Linked DNA regions of Mus musculus: regions 1, 2, 3 and 5 are each linked to region 4. A link is a contact called in public Hi-C, HiChIP or PLAC-seq and promoter capture Hi-C data. All regions are on one chromosome and are shown on one strand. The core of a region is the stretch at or near the end of the contact, and the rest is flanking DNA. Distances in the headings are between cores, read along the strand shown.

The links. A called contact is a pair of places that touch in the nucleus more often than the background predicts. HiChIP or PLAC-seq counts read pairs in DNA pulled down with a chosen protein or histone mark. Capture Hi-C pulls out chosen DNA fragments and counts their contacts.
Region 1: a contact with region 4 is called in a Hi-C map of CD8 T cells, with 6 times the contacts expected there. The contact joins the promoter of Lockd here to the promoter of Arhgdib in region 4. A contact is called at or near these places in 3 of 39 promoter capture datasets (liver, neutrophils and pre-B cells), 4 of 484 Hi-C or Micro-C datasets (CD4 T cells, CD8 T cells and LSK cells), 4 of 115 datasets of contacts at active chromatin or transcription factors (acute myeloid leukemia, large pre-B cells, memory CD8 T cells and 1 more) and 1 of 9 other capture datasets (liver).
Region 2: a promoter capture Hi-C map of liver shows a contact between it and region 4, with 4 times the contacts expected there. The contact joins the promoter of 2810454H06Rik here to the promoter of Arhgdib in region 4. A contact is called at or near these places in 1 of 115 datasets of contacts at active chromatin or transcription factors (bone marrow-derived dendritic cells) and 1 of 9 other capture datasets (liver).
Region 3: an H3K27ac HiChIP or PLAC-seq map of bone marrow-derived dendritic cells shows a contact between it and region 4, with 11 times the contacts expected there. The contact joins the promoter of Mansc1 here to the promoter of Arhgdib in region 4. A contact is called at or near these places in 2 of 115 datasets of contacts at active chromatin or transcription factors (acute myeloid leukemia and bone marrow-derived dendritic cells).
Region 5: a contact with region 4 is called in a Hi-C map of LSK cells, with 7 times the contacts expected there. The contact joins the promoter of Etv6 here to the promoter of Arhgdib in region 4. A contact is called at or near these places in 1 of 39 promoter capture datasets (liver) and 1 of 484 Hi-C or Micro-C datasets (LSK cells).

What each region holds. Positions count from the first base shown.
Region 1 is chr6:134,927,751-134,930,450 of GRCm38.p6, forward strand. Lockd (lncRNA downstream of Cdkn1b) reads left to right here and starts at 1,342. Exons shown (of 2, transcript NR_037956.1): 1 at 1,342-1,535.
Region 2 is chr6:134,896,652-134,899,351 of GRCm38.p6, forward strand. It overlaps 2810454H06Rik (RIKEN cDNA 2810454H06 gene), which reads left to right and starts at 1,310. Exons shown (of 1, transcript NR_029441.1): 1 at 1,310-2,700. It overlaps Gpr19 (G protein-coupled receptor 19), which reads right to left and starts at 1,543. Exons shown (of 4, transcript NM_001362050.1): 1 at 1,181-1,543; 2 at 511-562. RefSeq lists a cis regulatory region at 955-1,490.
Region 3 is chr6:134,631,066-134,633,765 of GRCm38.p6, forward strand. Mansc1 (MANSC domain containing 1) reads right to left here and starts at 1,423. Exons shown (of 4, transcript NM_026345.4): 1 at 1,151-1,423.
Region 4 is chr6:136,940,414-136,943,113 of GRCm38.p6, forward strand. It overlaps Arhgdib (Rho, GDP dissociation inhibitor (GDI) beta), which reads right to left and starts at 1,343. Exons shown (of 6, transcript NM_007486.5): 1 at 1,238-1,343.
Region 5 is chr6:134,034,406-134,037,105 of GRCm38.p6, forward strand. Etv6 (ets variant 6) reads left to right here and starts at 1,295. Exons shown (of 8, transcript NM_007961.4): 1 at 1,295-1,733. The coding sequence starts at 1,701. Gm46977 reads right to left here and starts at 907. Exons shown (of 4, transcript XR_001785383.2): 1 at 637-907.

The sequences.
Region 1 (2,700 bases), core at 92-2,591, 2.0 Mb before region 4:
TTACACCATCATCACCAGAAAACACGATTGCTCGTCTAGCGCTTTGAACTAAAAGGTGTTTTGTTTAGAAGTCCACTTAGGATCCCTGATCTGTTTTTCAGAGCATGGATTCTTTTTCATTTGCCATCTTTCACCTGAGCCACACCCTACTCCTGCCCCCCCCTTTCCTGGCTTTAAAAAATAATAAAATTAAAGCAAAAAAGAAACCTTGCAAACGACACTGAGGGGTAAAAAGGCCATGGATCCTACTTAGAAACCTATGGGGTCGTCTCCCTGATTTCACTCGCGTGGGGTTGTAATAGGGTGGGGTCAGCCACAGGCGGATCCCGGAGAACCGAAAGTGCACTTATTTCCACGTACACTCAAGTCTCAAGTCCCTCGGGCCTCCATCCAAGTCACAGACTTATCATGCATAAGGACTCAGCAGAGGTAGGAACCAGAAATTAGGAAATCTTAAAAAATAAAACAAAAGAAAAACCCCTTATCCATGCTTTGGGCGCGAAACCTCGACGCGCCTCTAAAAGGAACGTTAAGAAAAAGGCCGGGAGAAGGGCGCGCGGTTCGGGCGCCGGCCGGGGGATTGCATCATTTGCGGCTCCCCCTCCAGAACCCGGACTGAGAACCGCAGCCACCATCATGGCGCTCGGGTCGGGACGCGGGAAGCGCGTCCAGGCCGCGGCCAGCGAGCTTAGAAGCGTTTGCAAACTTGTTACTTGGCGGCGGAGCGCCGGTCTCTGGCCCCCTCCTTCCCTTTGTGTGCGTGTGCATGTGCGTGCGTACGTGTGTTTGCGTGTGCGCGTGTGTGATGTGTGCATATAAAGCGAGAAGTTGAAGTTTCTCCCTCTGGCCTTCCCCAAACCCCCCCTCCCTCGTCCCGAGCTGGTGGTTGTAAACTTGATTGGCATTGGCTGCGCCCACTGACCCCTGCACCGAGTCCACTGAAGATTTAAGGTGGATCTGCGAGGCTGCAGCTGCAGGCGGAGCCTCGCGCTTAACTGAGTTTTGGAAGAAAAAAAAAAAAAGCCTAAACCGTGCGCCTGCTGCGTTTTACGAATCCTTCGGTCCACAGGTCCGCGGGTCCCCGCCCAGCCCGCCGCGCTTCCCCCGCCCACCTTCCCCTGCTTCCCCATTGGCTCGCGCCTGCAGTTTGAATTTTTTTTTTTTTTTTTTTGGATGCTTGTTTTCTTGTTAAAAAAAAAAAATTACCGTACGGTAGATCATGTGATGAGACTTAGTTGGGGAGTCTGAGGTGGGGTGTTTTAGCTGGTTTGATTGCAGGTAGTAGGGAGTAGGATGGGTGGAGCTTTCTGTTCCAAAAGTTGCCCCCCCCCCGCCCCGCCCGCAAGTGCCGTTGACAGAATGCAGGCGGGAAGCTTCAGTTTGGGTAGAGATGTAGCATCAAACATTCACGGATGTCCAGGGAGCACGGGCACACAGGCTGCTGGCCAGAGGTACTAGGAAGGTACAGGCGGGAGTTCGACGAGGACGCACCTTCCCCTGTCTTGGAAAGGTAGACTTGGGGAGGGCGGGAGCGGGTAGTTATCCTAGAAATGAATATTACCCGTCATAGGAATAAACCAACCAAATACAAGGTGTGGCTATAGACTCTATATAGAGCAAAAGAGGTGTTATTTCTGGGGTTAGAGTGTCAAAATCCATCAGGACAAAGGCAGTCGGTGTCATTTTCTTCCTTTTTAACCTTAAAGGGGGGGGGGAACCTGTCTGTTTTCCAGGTTTGGTTCCCCACCCCCCCTTGTGAGGATGAGAAGGGGACATAAAGTCCCCTTTTGATTTCTGGGTCAGGAAACTCATTGGAAAGAGTTTGTTAAGATCTAGGAGGATTCAATTAGTAGAACAGGTCTAATACAAGTGATGGCTTTTATTAATTAGGATCCAACTATGTTTTTCTTTGCAGTGAAGCTTTTAAAACGTCATAATAATTAAACAGTAGTCCTAGATCAGTCTTTCTCTTTATCAGGGACATCTCATATGTATACCTTTCTTTGCCTTTGCCTTTTTTTTTTCTTCCCTTTTTCTTTCCTTAAAATAATTTCTCCTGATATCTCCTTTCAGTCTGTTTTAGCCAGAAGCCCAGCCTTAGCCTCCATTGGCCCCTGAACCAGTATGCCATGTTCTTAGTTTTTTAGCTGTCTAGTTCTGACCTTACCTCTCCCAGTCCACTAAGCTCCTTGACCCCGTCCATAAACCAACATGTTTGAGCTGCTCTCCAGGCTGTATTCATGGACTCTGTTAGAGGCTCAGTGCTTACCTCTGCCTTTCAGAGGACACATCCGATCAGAATGAGCAGTCCATGAGGAAAACCACATCCCTGGAAGGAGGAAGCTAGTCTCAGAAACAGGTCTTCATCTTGAGTGTGAGCCAAGCAGGGATTTGGATGGTCCCCGGACAGGGGTGTCATAGATAAAGATTCAGATAGCACGTGACTGTGAAAACAGGCTTGGAAACTTGGGCTTGGCATGGTGGAGCACACCTGTAATCTGAGCACTTGGGAGCTGGAGGCAGGAGGATCAGGAGTTCAAGGCCTGCTTAGGATACTGAGAGACTTTGCAGTCAGCCTGGGCTGCATATAACCCTCCCTACCTCGAATATACCAACAAGCGTACAAACAAAGGAGGTCATAAATAAAACCCCACTGGACATGGTGGTGTACAGCTTTAATCCCAGTACTCGTGAGGCAGA
Region 2 (2,700 bases), core at 60-2,559, 2.0 Mb before region 4:
ATCCTCACATTCAGCCAAAAGCAGATATAAAAATAGAGAAGATAAATTTGCATCTGTACTGAATGCTTTTCTTGCCATTACTCCCTATACAATATAGTACAGGAGCTATTTACATAGCATTTACATCGATGTACATATCACAAATAATCTAGAGATTGTTTAAACTTTACAGAAAGATGTACAAGGGTCATATGCAAATAGTATACCTCATTACGCAGGGGACTTGAGCATCATGCATTGCGGGACTTGTGCAAGGTCCTGCAAACAATCTCCAGGGACAGTAAAAATGACAATACTGTCTGTACTATATAGCACTGCTCCCAATATTAGAGTGAATCCTAAGATCTACACAACTGGAAGGCTATAGATTAGAAATCTATAATCTTGTAATGAGCCAGTGACTCATCTGAGTGACTTGTTAGCCAAATTTCATTCCGGCTGAACCGTGAAGTTGGTGGGAGAGGCCAGGCATTCTATTGGAAAGAGGACACTTCAGTTGCCGGATGGTACCTCAGAGTCGTGATAGGGCAAAAATCCAGTTTGTGCAGGTGTTCCACGTCCCCTGAGAGAGAAAAGAGGCCAAATCAGTCAGAGCGGTCCACACTTGCAACATCCTAAGACTCCAGATTATCTGTTTTACCCCGCCCCAACCTCAGCTCTTGCCTGCGACAACTTTAAAAAATGTTTCTGTTGCACTCAAAGACATCCCCATTTCACTTCGCTATCGTAGACTAAATATGCGGCACTGCTGCCTACTTGCTTATAAATATGCGTAAATATTTTAAGCTAAACTTCCTCTACTGCTCTAATTCCTCCTAGCCTCATCTCTCAAGCCTTCATTGGCTCCTTCCATTTTTAAAACTTCTCATCTTCATATCACTGTGTTAGCCCGGTCCACATTCACAGCCTCTCAGAATCTTCGGGGGTGGGGGGGGGGAAGTCCCGTTCGTTCCCCAGATTTATCCTTTTATGCCAGTTAGCTCGCGTGCCACACAACGAAATCGCAACATCTTTTAAAAACCGCGAGGGGTTCTCTTCCCACTCTGACTCTTGGATTCGCGGAGACCTCATGACCCATACGAGAACAGAAGAATGGGGGGGGCGAGTTACAGTCAAGTGGAATTTTGACCGAAAAATCCCTAAGGACGTGCCGCAGTGGGCGTGAATCCCCGGCTCCGACCTGACTGACATCCCTCGGGGGCCGACGGGGCCACCTGTGACCAAGCAGGAAGTTCTGAACGGTTTGCGCGCCAAAAAGCCCAGCGCATGCGCACACAGCCACGGGCGGGGCGGGGGCGGAGTCCCGGCTGGCACAGGATCTCGCGTTGTCTGGGGAAAGAGGCACAGAGGTCTTTACGGTGGCGTTGTGGGAACCGCCCACCACCTCTCCTTTAAATCTTCTTTCTTTCTTCTTTTTTTTCTCTGTCTTTTCTCTGTCCTCTCAGCCTCAGTGTAGACAGTGAGCGAAAGAGCTCAAGGCCGGCAGCTCTGTGGAAGAGTTATGGCTGCCATGGTCGCGCAGCCGGTGCCTCAGAGTGAGAGTAGCAGAAGCCACACCGTCGATCGTCTTAAGATGCTAGGGTTTGCTTTGGCCTTCCCCCTTTTTTATGATGCTATGCAAACCAAAAAACAAAAAACAAAACAAAAAAAAAATCACCTTGGCGCACGGCGCCTGCGCAGTGCTTGTTTACCGCGGGCCGAGCGCAGGCCCCTTCCCTCCGCCCAGATCCTGCGCCTGCGCCTGCGCGGCTGACGTGGATTTCTCCGGGAAAACCGCGCCTCCTAGTCCCGGGACTAGGGAGCGAGCAGCCGAGTGTGCCGTGGGAATCTCGGAGCCCTGAAATGAGAACCACAACGCCCAGAGTCGGTGTCGCGGCAGGATCGTGAGCACAGATGACCCAGGTGCTGTGCACGCCACCGTCGCTGAAGTGAGCAGCGGAGCGTGAGAGCGAAGACCGGCGGCGCTGACGCCTCAAAGGATGGACTTTGTTTAGCAAAGATGCAAATAAGCCTGACCCTAAGGCCGCCGGAGTTCGAGCAATTCCTGACTGGGCTAAGACTGTTCTTGAAGGCGACTCAGAAAGGCGGCCATGCAAATTTTGAAACTAGAAAGAGCTGACACTAGAAGCAGTAGCCCTTTAAAGCAGAAGCCAGTTAGTTCATAAGAGTCTGAATGTCCCTTCAAAGTCCGCTCTAAATAGACTCAGACAGTGCTCATAAAATATTATCTGATAAGCATAGATTATTTTAGATATGGTTATCCATTTGCAAGTAGAGGCAAACTGATTTGTGAAGGAATTTCTATTGATAGATTCCAGTACGTTCAAAAAAAATTAATAACTGGCAACTTAGCTAAGCCTGAGCATTTTTCTAGTTTTCAAAACAATGGAATTTATTTGGCAATTTTATTAGACCCTATTTTTTGACCGGTGAGATTGAAGTCTTTAGATTTGTAACATTTTTCTACCAGAAAAAGTGAGATTTTAACCAGTAAGAAGGGGGAAATGTATGTATGTGAACAGAAGAGGTCAGAACTTGAAGACTTGTCATGCTTCCAACATTTGTCTCAAGAGAAGCTATCATCTCACCTCGGATTTTTTTTTTTATGTTCAATATAATAGTAAAATTTAGCATACTTTGAACATTTTTTTTCCTATACAATCTGGGTATGGTGGTACATTGAAGAAGAAAAAAAATGGG
Region 3 (2,700 bases), core at 173-2,672, 2.3 Mb before region 4:
GCCTGGTCTACAGAGCTCATCCCAGGTCAGCCAGAACTACACAGAGAAACCCTGTCTTGAAAGGCCAAAACCAACCAAACAACCCCAAAAAGGTATGGGCGCAGTGGCACACACCTTTAACTACAGCACCAAGGAAGCAGAGGCAGGCAGATCTTGTGAGTTTAAGCCCAACCTAGTCTAAGTAATGAGTTCCAGGCTGGGCAGGGGTACACAGGGAAATGTAATCAATTAAATTAACAAATAGTTTCATTAGGGATATCCAACAGCTCTTAGGTGACTTAGATCTTCTGGCTTTTTTGATCCCTGATTAAGAATTACATATTAGGGTTGGAGAGATGGCTCAGAGGTTAAAAGCACTGACTGCTCTTTCAGAGGTCCTGAGTTCAATTTCCATCACCCACATGGTGGCTCACAACCATCTGAATTGGGATCTAATGCCCTCTTCTGGTGTGTCTGAAGGCAGTGGCAATGTACTCATAAATAAAATAAATAAAAAGAATTACATATTAGCACAATTGTAGTGCCATTAGTTCATGAAGTTATCTAATCCACTAAAGGTGTGAAGCTCAACTTAATCCTGTTGAAAAGGGGGACAGAGACATAGAGAGAAGAGAGCTTGCTGACTCGCTCAAACTTAACTTGTATGTAACTATTTCAAGTGTTGGCAATCATTTACAGCATACTATCAAGAAGTCGGTAGGTAACTCTCCTCTCCCCGTCTCTGTTTGCCTCTGTCTCTCTGTCTGTCTCTGTCTCTCTCTGTCCCTCTCTCTCCCTTCCCACCCCCACCCCACCCCCACCTTTACAGAGTATCACACAGCAGGTTGAATAAGGAAAAGGGAAGAGAAAGCATAGGAGAAAACATGGGAACTTTTTCCGTCCTTTGAGCAAGTACATGCTACTCCCTGAATTGCTTCAGCCGCCCTCTGCAGACAATTTGGAGCTTGTGCCATTTATAGCAGGTGCTTTCAAGCCCGCCCTACCATCTGTTTTGGGGACTATCCAGGCCAGCCCCCACTTTGCCCAAGTCTGGTCCCTAGGGTCGCTTCGGGGTGGTTGCTGGAGCTGGGCCCCGGAAAGGAACGGAGTTGTTCCCACAAGGGGTCGCGTCTACCCGAGGCCAGCCAGAGGCGGAAAGAGACGCCTTTACCTGCAAGCGAGAGACCCCTGTGGCCCCCGCGGCGCTTGGGCCCAAGGACAGTTAGGTCGCTTTTGCAAAGAACCAGCGAAGCGGCGCAAGGCTCTGGGGAGGATCGCAGGGGATGCTCCGCAGCTCCCGCACCGGTCCCGCAGATTTTGTCGTGACCAAGTTCCTGCTTCCGTCGCAGCGACTGAAAGTTTGCACGGGGGAAGGGCGCGTCCCTGCCCTGCAACCCGGAGCTGCTTCCCAGGCAACATCCAGCCTGACCGCCCCAGCCGGGATGTGCGAACCTAGCCGCCAGATCCCCAGCACCCAACGCACTGAGAGCCACTAGAGGGGGAGGATTGACTCTCGGGGTCACCAAGGGTCTTAAACCGTGCCGCTCGGCCGCGGGGAAGCCATGAAGAGCAAATGCACAGGTGCTGATGGGGAGGTCACACACCCAGGTGTACTCCCGCTCCACGCTGGGTCGCAGTCTTCTTGTCTTTAGCAAGCAACCACAATAAGCGCTGCTTTTTGTTTCCAGACGTTATCTGAAGGCCTGGCCGACTTGGAATTCTTTGGGTACGCAAGGACGACCTTCAACTCCTGATCCTCTTTCCTCTACCTCCAAAGTGCAGGTGTCACAGGGGTTCACCTCCACTTTCTGTTCAAGGACACCTTCTTGGTCAAAGATCACAGAGCATCCTAATTTGGGCATAATTAGGAGAGTCTATTTCCACAATTGGGGAACGGGAGGGGCTCAGTCACAGCTGGCAGTTCTCCAGCTAACTCTGTAAGGCACATGGCTTTTCCCGGGATGTACTGGGTTGTTGTTGCTGTGTGTTGTTGTTTATTTTGGCTTTTTTTTTCTTTGAGACAGGTTCTCACCTGTCTGGTCTCCAGCTCCACGTGTAACTGAGTATGAACTTTTAAGTCCTGATCTTCCTGCCTCTACCTCCCAAGTCATGATTTGTTTATGAGTATGGATAATAACGACGAAAGCAGTGCTGTCTGACACAGCTGTTAAAATGACATCCCTAAACACTTAGCGTAGCACTCTGGCTTTATGGTGGTTTAAAAGTATTTGACTAAAATGTACTTCTTAGCCGGGCGTGGTGGCGAATGCCTTTAATCCCGGCACTTGGGAGGCAGAGGCAGGCAGATTTTGAGTTCGAGGCCAGCCTGGTCTACAAAGTGAGTTCCAGGACAGCCAGGGCTACAGAGAAACCCTGTCTCAAAAAACCAAAAAAAAAAAGTACTTGTTGCCAAATAAATAGAAACGAGGCTTAAGTGGTTAAGTTATCTCTGACTGCTCCCTTCACTCCTGTTTGCATATAACCCCAAACGAATAAAACCTCATTAAGAGACTGATGTAATCCAGTCTAACTTTCGGCGCCATCTTCACATTGGCTGGGGCGGAAGAGTTTTGAAGCCGCAGTTATAGATGATTGTTCTGGGCCTGTACAGTCAACACATAAGCTGGCTTTAACCAGTAGCTGCAGGAAGTATATGTCGTCAGAGAAAGCTTGTGAACAACGGTCCATTGTGTGATACCAACTCGGGGCAGGTAGAGGGTG
Region 4 (2,700 bases), core at 93-2,592:
GTGAAGGACCAAATTCCGAGGGCAAGAAGATGCCCATGAGGTTTAGGCCGGCTAGTCATGGTTGTTTCTCACTGGCAGAGTGTGGGCCACGTGGAAGGAGAGTTGATCATGTTCTATCAGAAACCTGAAGGACTCACAAAAGAATAAGCTCATTTTGTCAGTAAACTTGCACTGTGTTTGAAACGGGCAGGGGTACACTCTTAGAAATGCCACAGAGAGAAATGGCACCTGTTGGTGACAAATTCCCAGCCAGCAGGTCACCGCTGATCTCTTCTTGAGTTCTCATGTGGGGAACCCAGTGTGCTAAGCCTGACTTCAGAAGGCTCTTAGTGTCTTTGTGAAGGGGTGGTTTGGGGGCCTTCCTGTAAGAGTCTGACTCCCTCACCGCCTAGTGAAAAACTACTCAGAGCTTCTCAGACCCATGCTACAGTTACCCAAAATGGGGCATTTAGCACTTGCTGACTGGAAAACCTGAGAAAGAGAGGAGAGCATACCAAGTGATGCCTAGAGCCCTTCTAGCAAGGCCAAAGTTCAGACCACGACAGCTGGAAGGCCCACCGACCACGTTTATAGCTGGGCCCACGCAGACTCTCCTAGTGCCTCTCCCACAGTTTTCTCCACATCTTCTGGGTCTGCATCAGTTCCCCTTGATGTGGAGGGCTGCTTTGTTTTTTGGCAGTCACAGTGAATATCTTCCTGCCCAGCCCACTGCAGGAATTTAATTCCCCTGGTTTTTGCTAAGGGCTTAGCATTTGACAGCTCTGCACCATATTTTCTCTCCTTTCAAACAGTCTCTTTAAAGTGTGCTCAAAAACAGGAAACCACACATCTCCACCCCAGCACAAGCCGCCATCCACAGCACAGTCAGTATCAGAGGTAGGGTTTTCCTTTTCCTGAGCGCAGCCAAATTCCAGCTCCTGCCTAGCAAGGAAACCACCCAGTGCTGCCCCCCACTCCGCCCCCATTCCAGGTATCCCCAGAGCCCTTCTCTAGAACATTCTGGTAGCAGGGTACTCTCTCCTACCTCCTTCAGCTTGTCTCCCCTTCTCAGGGCTGACTTCCCCTTTTCTGCTCCAGCAATCTCTTTAGCACTTTCTTATCATGAAGTTCGGTTTAAAGAACCGCCCTTCCTAAGAACAGCAACAGCTCCTCTGGCAAGGGCAGTAGGGTGGTTCTGAGATTTCCTACAGGACTCTGCGCCCACCTGCAGCCTCCCCACCTCAGGCATTCAACTTACATTCCAGGCTCCAGTCGGCCCTGTGTCTCTGGAGGTTACCTCTGTCTCTCAACTCTGACTGAGGACTGGCAGAACAGGAAGGAAGTTGAGAGAGAGAGAGAGAGAGAGAGAGAGAGAGAGAGAGAGAGAGAGAGAGAAGAGGAAAAAATGTTTTAAACCTACTTGACAAGGAAACCCTGGGCTGTCTCGATATCCTGCTCTGCCTATCTTCCGATCAGCCGTCTGAGCAGCATTCTTGACAATTAATGACACATGTGGAGCAAACCAGCCCATGTGACATAGATGCATGAGTGTGCATGCTGGGGGAGGGTCCCTGTAGCTGTGTGTGCTTTCAATGACTGGGTGTGCGTGTCTAAAAGCCATAATCTCGGGGAGAGACATAGGGCCCCTAAACAGAAGTAATAGGCTTTATTGTGTACTACAAACTTCTGCTCCTCTAAGGCTCCTGTCAGCTTTCTTTTATTTATAATTCATTTATTTATAGTAAGACAACTTGCTGGTAGGAAATGAGGAGTAGAAATTATGAATGTTAAATGTATATACTGGGTGCTCAATTTAAATAATTTGTCTTCAGACAGAGGGTTTTTTTTTTGAGCTTTATTTATTGGTCCTCATTTGAAGATGTTGCTGTGTATTATTGCACCACAAGCCTTCAAACGAAATAAACAAAAGTAAAAACAAAAGCAAGAACAAACACTGTTGGTTATATCTAGGAATGTAGATTGTAAATGCAGCTTCATTAATTCCTCATCTAACGCAGAAATCTGTGACAATCACATGGATGCTAAAATTGACTTTGCAGCTATTTGAGGAGTGGCTTGTGAATAAATTTAAATGAGAACAAGCTGCCAACACTGTGTGCAGTCCCGTTGGAGACAGGGCTGCGGTGTCTGCGTTTCGATGCTTTCTCTAACTTGCTCCTAAGCTGCGGTCAACAAGGCATGCTCGTTTATACTAACATTTCAATAATCAGTATTTGTATTAATATGCGTAGTGACTGCTACCTCAACCAAGGCACTTGGGGAAAATGGCACTTTTCCTCTCTTCATCCAAATAGGCTGCATGCTCTTCAGTTATTTTGAACGTCGCTGTGAGTTGTGTCTGGTGCTGAGATGTATTCAAATGCTAAGTACTGGCCACCAAGATCTGGTTGTCCCCCAACATCTTCAGTAGACCAAGTGATGCTATGTAAATCTCATTCCCCAATTGAAAACTATTGGCTAGATAAAAGTGGTTACAGCCAATTACCAGGTAGAATAGAGGCAAGTGGGTTTTCAGTTACCAGGATGAGGGTCGCAGGTAGGGACCATGGGAAAAAAGAGAGAAGGAGAGGAAGAAGAGAGGACGAGGAAGGAGAAAGGAAAGAAAGAAAACAGGAGGTCTCCATTAGACATGATGAACCAGGAGTATGTGGCCGTGAAATGCCCCGCCCACCAGGATAGACTGATGGAGCAGAAATAACC
Region 5 (2,700 bases), core at 45-2,544, 2.9 Mb before region 4:
TAATATGAGTATGTATGAACAGAAGTTCTGTTTATGAAAGTCTGAGCACGTTTTTACGACGCTGAAAAGTGTGCAGGAAATAAATAAATACATAAGAAAGATCAGAGGCAGAACTAGTTCCAGGCCAGCCTGAAAGAGTTCCAGGACAGTCAGGGTTACATTGAGAGATTTTACTTCAAAACAATACTGCTTCCTCCCACCCCCACGCCTCCTTCCCAAGAAACTACAGAGGTGGGAATACAGAGGTGAGTCTGGGAAACCCTCAGCAGGGAAGATGAGTATAATGCATTCATACACGCATACATTTGTGTTTATTTTACCGTCAAAGCACAAAATGGAAGTGCATCAAGCTCTTCGTTATATATCCACATATTAAACCTGTATAGACTAGAGGGTTAGAATTTAAACACCATCTTCTGCGGTGGGCATTTTAAGAGATTATAAATAGCAATAAAAATAGAGTGATCGGAACGCTGGTGCTCAAGGCTAGCGCCTCAGCCCCAGGATTCTGGCAGCCCCTCCTCTGCAGGACCCCGGGCTGTCCCCTCCGCCAATGACCGAGCCCGAGGAGCGGCCCAGGGGAGGGCTAAGATCTGCTGGAACGCGCCCTGTCAACTTTGTAGTCCAGTCACCTACGTCGGTTGGTAGCGGCCGCTGTGGCTTTAAATGGCCGGGGGATTTCGAATCGGGGAAGGCGGGAGGTCAGGCCGTGGGGCGCCCCCGTCGCGGGGAGCACCCCCGCTCGCCGCGTCCCTGCGCCGGAGCGCGACCGCGCGGCTTTGTCTCCAGCGTCGCGCCCTGCACTTCCCCGTGCGCAGCCTGTAACCCGAGCTCCCATTTCCTGGTGGATTCTCTTAAAGCGGCCGCGGTCGCCGCGCAGAACAAAGGCCATTGTCTCGCTTCCTCCTGCGGCGCCGCGTCCTTCCCGGAAAGCCCCTTCCTAGACTGCGGTCCCCAGGCTGCATTTGCGCCTCTGGGAGTGCACAGAAAAGCCCCTACTGTGCGTGGCCCAGGTCCTCCTGAGGCGCAGCCAGGGGAGTCGGGAGAGAGATGAACCAGGCTTGCTGGTCCTTGGGCCACGCTGCAAGGTTCCCCAAAGGCGTCCTCCGCCTCGGGGCGGCCCAGTGGGCATCCCGCGCCCCTCCCCCGCACGCCTTTTGATTTCTCCGCGGCCCGCGGTAACCCGAGCTTTTATTTCCTGGTGGCTCCTTTAAGAGGCAGAGCCGGGTGCTGGGAATTCACGTCAGTTTCTGCCCTGAAACTCTCAAGATCAATGAGCAGAGAGCTTTCTCAGTTCTGCCTTTCAGTTTCTCTCTTCCAGGAAGGAAAACATTCGAGAAAGAGAGAGGGAGGGAGGGAGCGAGGGAGCGAGAGAGCGAGCGAGCGAGCGCCGCGGGAGGGCGGGCGCGCCGGCCGCGGGTGGGAGGAGACACGCCAGGCCGGCCTGCTGCGCCCGGGTCGCCGCGCCGCGACCCGCACACCCCACGCCGTGCTCGCCGGCTCCTACGCCCCCGCACCTCGCGCCCAATCCGCGCGTTGAGAAGAGCCCCCCCTCCCCCTCGGGCGGCCGCCGCCAGCGATGCTGCAAGAAACTTCTTAAACGACCGCATCCCGCTGCCCCGCCGAGCGTTTCTGGGTTGGGGAGAGGAAAGGAAAGTGGAAAAAAACTGAGAACTTCCTGATCCCTTTCGCTGTGAGACATGTCTGAGACTCCTGCTCAGTCTAGCATTAAGGTAACGATCGGATTCCCCTCCTTCCTCCGCTGGGCGATCGGAACCCCCTTACCCCGGGGCTGCTGGTGCAGTTGCTAGGCTGGCGGGGAATTATTTGGGGCGCGAGGGAAAAGGAGATGCAGCTCGCGGCCGCGCTGTACCCTTTAGTGTAACCTTGCTGCACCCCTCTCCGCCGAGATCCTCTTGGGCTCCTGCCTCCCCCCCCCACTCCCTTTCTTTCTTTCCTTTTTTTAATAGTATAGAATAGAGTTTATTTAGGGCAAGGGGAGGGGAGTCAAGAGGGTAGTTGTGGCAGAAAAAAGCAGAGAGAGGGAGAGAGTAGAGAAGTAGAGGCAGGCCATGAACACGTGGAGAGAGAGGGAAGGGAATAGGGAAGGTAGGGGGAAGGTAATAGCCCAAGAGGACAAGAGAGAAAGAGAGCCCCACTCCCTTTCTTTTTGACAATGTAATGCCGCTCTCAATTGGTAGGAGGAACCCGGGTTGTCTTCAGATCTGTAGAGCACCTCCGTAATTAGTGCGCTTAAAAATAAGAAAGGAAAAAGAAAAACCCTTTCTCTTTATTCCTACGCATAACGTGAGACTGAATTGTAACTTTTGTTCCCAAGGGGTGGTCTCTAGGGAAAAAGTTCTAGGGGCTCCACTAGGATGCTCTCTCTCTCTCTCTCTCTCTCTCTCTCTCTCTCTCTCTTTACGCCCCTCCTCCCCCCCCCCCCCCCGTTCTATCACACAAGAATTTTACCCTCTCTTCTCTTCTGATTGTGATTGCAAGTCCTAAGACAGTCTTGGTGTCAGCTTTTCCTGGGCATTGCACAATGAAAAAAAAAATTAAACCAAGGTGAATAAAGTTGCTGAATAGTTGTTTTACGCTAGTGCATATGAAAGTTGAGCAATCTGAAAGTAGAAAACTCCTGTGATGAAGGGTGGAAAAGAAGTAGCTAAGCAAAATGACCTTCTCTGACAGTCCAAG